Linked DNA regions of Zea mays: region 2 is linked to region 1. Evidence: chromatin contacts called from public Hi-C data. All regions are on one chromosome and are shown on one strand. The core of a region is the stretch at or near the end of the contact, and the rest is flanking DNA. Distances in the headings are between cores, read along the strand shown.

Evidence for each region. A called contact is a pair of places that touch in the nucleus more often than the background predicts.
Region 2: a Hi-C map of bundle sheath shows a contact between it and region 1, with 6 times the contacts expected there. The contact joins the enhancer-like site here to the promoter of LOC103629174 in region 1. A contact is called at or near these places in 10 of 25 Hi-C or Micro-C datasets (bundle sheath, ear, endosperm and 4 more) and 2 of 3 datasets of contacts at active chromatin or transcription factors (leaf and seedling).

What each region holds. Positions count from the first base shown.
Region 1 is chr6:33,468,441-33,471,332 of Zm-B73-REFERENCE-NAM-5.0, forward strand. LOC103629174 (trihelix transcription factor GT-3b) reads right to left here and starts at 1,480. Exons shown (of 2, transcript XM_023300439.2): 1 at 119-1,480. The coding sequence starts at 1,254. The coding sequence ends at 247.
Region 2 is chr6:33,505,698-33,508,589 of Zm-B73-REFERENCE-NAM-5.0, forward strand. No RefSeq gene overlaps it. Among protein-coding and RNA genes, the nearest start is that of LOC103629174, 37 kb to the left of the region's middle. Within about 2 kb of position 1,429, at least 18 of the 20 cell types and tissues checked have an H3K27ac peak or open chromatin away from gene starts, as enhancers often do. A contact at or near this core is called in bundle sheath, ear, endosperm and 4 more, where this site is marked.

The sequences.
Region 1 (2,892 bases), core at 230-2,729:
TCGATCGATCGACGCATGGAGGCTTATGCATGATGGAGGTAGCTAGCTTTGGTGAAGTTGTGCACTACGGATGATGAGCGAGTAGGAGTAGGGCGTGCGTGGGTTGTTTGGTCCGTACCGGTGGGCGGGGGGTCGAAGGATTCGCCGATTCGGATGGACGAGCTGGTCGCGTGGCGCGCGCGCGCGAGGGAGACCATCGATCGATGGATGATGCATCATGCATGCCGATCGACGCAGCACGACACGTCAGCAGTCGGCGCCGCCGAGCTTGGCGAGCAGCGCGGCGACGAGCTGGTGGCGGCGCTCCTCGCGCTCCTCTGCGCGCGCGCGCAGGGCGTCCTCGCGCTCCCGCCAGCGGCGCACGAGCGCGAGGCGCTCCTCGCCCAGCGCGACCATGGCGGCGCGCCACTCCTCCTCGCGCGCCCGGCGCTCGGCCTCGCGCGCCTCGGCGGCCTCCGCCCAGCGCTCCTCCATCTCGGCCTGCCGGCGCATGAACTCCCGCAGCATGGCCTCCACCTCGCCCTGCCCCGCCGCGGCCCTAGCGGCGGCGGCGCGCGCCTGCTTCCGCCTGCGCTTCTTCGCGCCGGCCCTGCCGCCCGCGTCCGCCGCAGCAGGCAGGCCCCCGCCGGCCTCCTCGTCGCCCGCCGCGGCCTCTTCGTCCTCGTCCTCTTCGTCGTCGTCAACATCGGCGGCGTCGTCCCCCTCGCCGGCGCCTTCGTCGTCCAGCGCCGCCGCCGCCGCCGTGCGGACGCCCTTGCCCTTGGCCCTCTTCCTCTCCAATGCCTGCGCGCGCTCGGCCCTGGCGTCGAATATCCGCCGCACCTCGTCGTGGAACGGGAACTGCGGCCTCGGCTGCTGCTGCTGCGCGGAGGCCGGGTCGGCCGCGGCGGCGGCGGCGGCGGCCTCGGTGCCCTTGAACCTGGTGACGAGGTTCTTCCACTTGGACTTGCACTGGTCCGGGGTGCGCGCGAAGCCCTGCGCGTGGAGGCGCGCGGAGACGGCCTCCCAGAGCGCCTTGTTGCGCTTGGTGGTGAGGAAGGAGTGATCGAGGTCGGCGCGCACGGCGAGGAAGGCGGCCGTCTCGGCGTGGGACCACTGCGGGAGGCGCTCCCGCTCGAGGCTCGCGCTGGAGGCGGCGGAGACGGAGGGCAGCTGCGGGGGCGGGGGCGGCAGGGGAAAGTGCGGCGGCGACGGGGAGAGGAGCGGGTGGTAGGGATTGGAGAAGGAGCTGTTGAGGTGGTGGAAGGGATCCATGGCGGAGGCGCGCGGTGGGGATGGTTGGATTTGGACGCGGGGGGAGGGAGACGGAGGACGGCGGCAAAAGTGGAGCGGAGGGATGATGTGATCGAGGCCAAGGGCGGCGTGCGGGCGGTCAGGTCAGTGGTGGGAATTGGGATGGAAATGGAAGTCAAGAGCAGGAGAGGAGAGGAGAGACAGCCGGGTTGGCCTTGGCCTTGCCGCACACGGGACCAAGACCAGTAGACCACCACCAAGAGAAGGCAGAGAAAGAGAGGTGTTGTTGGACGCCTGCTGCTGGGGTGCTGGGTTTCAACGCGGAAACGGCTTGCTTTCATATTGCTTTTTCTTCGCAAGATCTGGATCCTATGCGCCGCTCGCCCTGCCTTCATTCATGCTTCACGCCACACCAATAATCAGTCCCCACGTAATCCTGCGCATTCTACCCAGTCCTAACCTAAGACACTATTTATAGTCATTTCCTCTCCAGTACAAAAATTAATATTATTAAACTAAATTTAATACTCTTCTTCTTTGGGATATCGTGTTGAAACAAAGTCTTATGCAAAACACATCTTTCTTCGTTTATTGTTTGCCACATCATATTTTAGGCTATGTGGCAGCTAAATTAATGCTATAGAAACTGGATGACGTGAAGGGTTGGAACTGCTCTAAGGGCTCTTTTGGAACAAAGAGAAACTTCTTGAATCCTACATTTATCTTGTGTTTTTGAACTAATTCCTGTAAAATTTCTATACCATTCCTATGAAATTCCCGCGTTCCAAATATCGAGTGGATATCTCACTTTGATCAACGTTTTAAGTCCCTCTTTGGCAGGGCTTAAGCTCCTCTAAAAACATCTCTAGCTCTAGCTCCGCTCGTTCATATTGGCTTCTCCGGAGGAGCAAGAGCCATTTTGCAATTCATTTGGCAAAACAACTTCTCCCGTGTGTTCTTTAGAATGGTGTACGAGGAAAATGTCCATAGTGTCCATGTCTCATTTTTTGGTTGTACATGTATAAGAGGCATAGTTGTATTATGTACGAATATTAGAACATCAAACATGGTCATATTGTACATAAGATTGTGTCATACTTTTCAAATTTATACATCCATATAGGCAATTTCATACATCATGTTCAAGAAGACCTAAAAAGAAAGATTGTTTTTGCAATGCCATCATGAAATCTATCCATGGAGCGATCGTTGGAGTACAGACATTATATGTCGGATGCATTTCTATATCTAGATGGAATGGTTGGCACGCATTTGGGGTTGTGATTGAAAGGGAAATGGACTTAATCATTTCCTATAATCGATTTTGGTGATTGACGACCAACACAAACCACGTGGACTAACTAGTTTGTCTAGATGTCATTTATCTCAGGTGCATAGGGTTCAACACAAACCAAGAAAGAAATTCAGTTAGGGACTCAATCAAAAATTGGAGCAAGACTGAGAGTGTGCTGCCAAGTGGCGCACCAGACACTGTCTGGTGTGCACCGACACATGTAGCCAGCGAACCAGCCACTCTCGGGTTTCTTCTGGGCACGCTCCACTAAAATTCACCGGACTGTCCGGTGAGCCAGCGGAGCAACGCCCCCCCTGCGCGCCAATGGTCGACTGCTCAGATGAACAGTGGTGAATAGTGGCGCA
Region 2 (2,892 bases), core at 179-2,678, 37 kb after region 1:
CTCGATCGGTCCATCCCCTTGCCCTGAGGAGGCCCTCTCTCTTTTATAGGCCAGGAGAGGGGTCAGGCAGCGGCGGCTTCTCCAGGAAGGAGCCGTAAGGTAGGGGTAAAACCAACATTTTACCCCGGGTGAGGCCACGCGTATTCGAGGGGCCTGGAGCTGCCTGGCTATCTCGTATTTATCATGGTGGATGACGTGGGGCGACGATAGTCCTAGGTACCGACAAGCACGCCTCACTCCGCTTGCGAGCCACCAGATTCGCCCGTCGTCGATCTGCGCATATCCGGAGTTTGGCCTCGTCGTAAATGGTTCATTGGAGCGACACACGATGGAGAAGAGAACTCACAAACGCAACACATAGGAGACGATGGCAAGAATGTAAATTGGTAATTTTGGGTAGGAGGAGCCCGTAGTAGCCATGTTTCTGGTACTCTCGCTCCCGACAAGAAAATGACTCCACCTTTTTGAAGGCTCCTGACGAGAAGCCGTTTTTTGAGATCGTTTGGCACGGCTTCACGATGAGCCGGAGGAGGAGCTGTCAAGAGAGCCCTCCTAATTGGGAGGGGCTCTAAAAAGCTGAACTAAAACATAAAAAAAAGAGACCGATACTTATGTATGATTAATCTGATGAGACTTATTTGACGTCATAAATAAACTCATGAATGGCTCTCAACATCGTATCTGGAGATTAGTATGTACGTAAGGTAAGGTTCTAGTGATATCACTGTAGTGTCGTAAGACATGGTTGGCATTACTGCTCATACACCGATACACGAGTGCATTGTGGATAAAGCTGGGAAAAGAGAAGACATCTCGTACTACAAAGGTCAACTAGCAATGTGACTGCAAGAAAAAAAATGAACCCCAACCACACACAACCTTTTCGGATCGTTGTATGAATGGCATTGACTTGGACGACACACGCGTCGTCCGGTTGGAGCCATTACATACTGCTGTAGTAATCTTGCAAAGAAGAAAGCGGCTAGGCTGGGCTGGGCTGGGCTGGCCAAATTAAAGTGTCGCCTGTCGGTCAATCACACTCATTAAGGTTTGGACAGTTGCAGTGGACTGGTTGAGCTAGGACGATTAAACTAGTTTAGATCGTTAATGCTAGATCAACTAATCCGTTCTTAGTATCTCCGCGCATATGAGATACCGTCGTTTTCTTGAATCCAATAGGCTACTGTCTCGTGAAAACTTAAACAGATTTATACGTGGTGTTTCAATCCGGATATACACAACACAATGAAAAAGAAGAAGCTTCAGTGAACCCAAACTGGTGTAGGGGGCACCGTACTACTCATGTGGCCGCCGTCACGCTGCGTTCACAAAGGATCCGAGCGGTCATGCGGCATGCCCACGCCGGGCCCGCGGGCGCGGGGATGCGGGGGTGTGGGGGCGGCCCGGGACGGTTCCTGCATGGACTATGGAGTGCAGGGTTGCGTCACGCGCACGACAGCGCGTCGTCAGACGGCAGCAGGGCCCTTTGCATTGCATGCCCACCCGTTTCGTTTCGTTTCGTCACTCCACGGAACCACGCGAGTCTTCTTCCTTTGCTGCGAAGCATCTCTCTGGTCAGAGACTGTGTGTCGGGCAAGCTCCCTTTTTTTTATTTCTTTCTTTCTTTCTTTTTTCAACCGCTGCCTCCGGCATGCCGCATGCAGTTGCAGCAGGAGGGAGGAGCAAGCGGGTCGCGAGCCTGTCGCGTCCGCGTCGTCGTGCAGGTGGGCGGCCCGCGACGGGGACGTGTGTGTCGTGGCCTGCGCTGCAAGGAACAGCTAATTGGCCAGCCACCGTTCCCATTATCTGGACGCGCCGCCGCCGGCCGGCCGGCCCGCCGGACCACCGGAGCGCCGTCATGATTGCTTGCTGCAGGTGCGTGGCTTTCCATTCCCTCATTCACGCGTTGCAATCTACTCCTGTACGATGTTTTATCTCTATTCGTGTACGACACGCTTGTGCGTGCGTTTGACACTTGGCGCGCGCGCGCGCGTTCGGGCCGTATGCTCGGAGACGTGTACGACTGCCTATGTCAACAGCAAGTACGTACTCCTCCGTCGCCCAAACAATTACGTGTCTCATCTTCGGCGGAAGAGTAAAAAAAACCTTTTAAAGCTAAACTAAATTTATACAAAAAAAAACACTATTATTTATGATGTATAAAAATACCATTACACCAGATTAAATATAAAGTATTGTTTTTTTATAACAAACTTATTTAGAGGTACATACATTGATAATGTTTTTTTTTGATATTTATACTTAAACTTAAAAATGACTTCTTAAAGAACAAAATATGCATTTACTTTTTGACGCAAGGAGTAGAGACGATAGAGAGACGAGAAGCCTGCACACCCCTTTCATGCTTAGCATGTCTGGGAGAGCTGCTCCGCTACCCTCTTTCTGCACGCATGCTCCCGATTTCTGGACGTGCTCGAGAGTCGGTCGCGGTCAATCTTGGCATGTTGGTCGTGGGCGCGTACGCGCCTACGCAATGCCGTGGCGTACGTGGTTGGTCCAAGGCGGTGCCAGGATGAGCACGTGTCGCCCCGCACGCCGCACGTCGCCGCCGGCCGGGCTGGTCCACGGCCATTGTCAAAGGCGCAGTAGAGCAGACGCGACAACAGAGGTTGACGATCGATTGGGGTGCATCGATCCGGCCGGGAGAGACTAGCTAGGGACTACTGACTAGCGTAGACGAATAATGGGACCAAAACGTACGGCGAGAGTGCATCTTGGACGTACAGCTAGCCGTGAAACGGTACTGTATGTACTACAGTACTAGCGCCCTTATGGAGGATCGAGTGTATCCCATTAGTAGAAAAGAGCTCTAAGGTGGCGGCACACAGAAATTTATACTGGCGGTTTCAGTTACAACACGCCAGTGAAAAA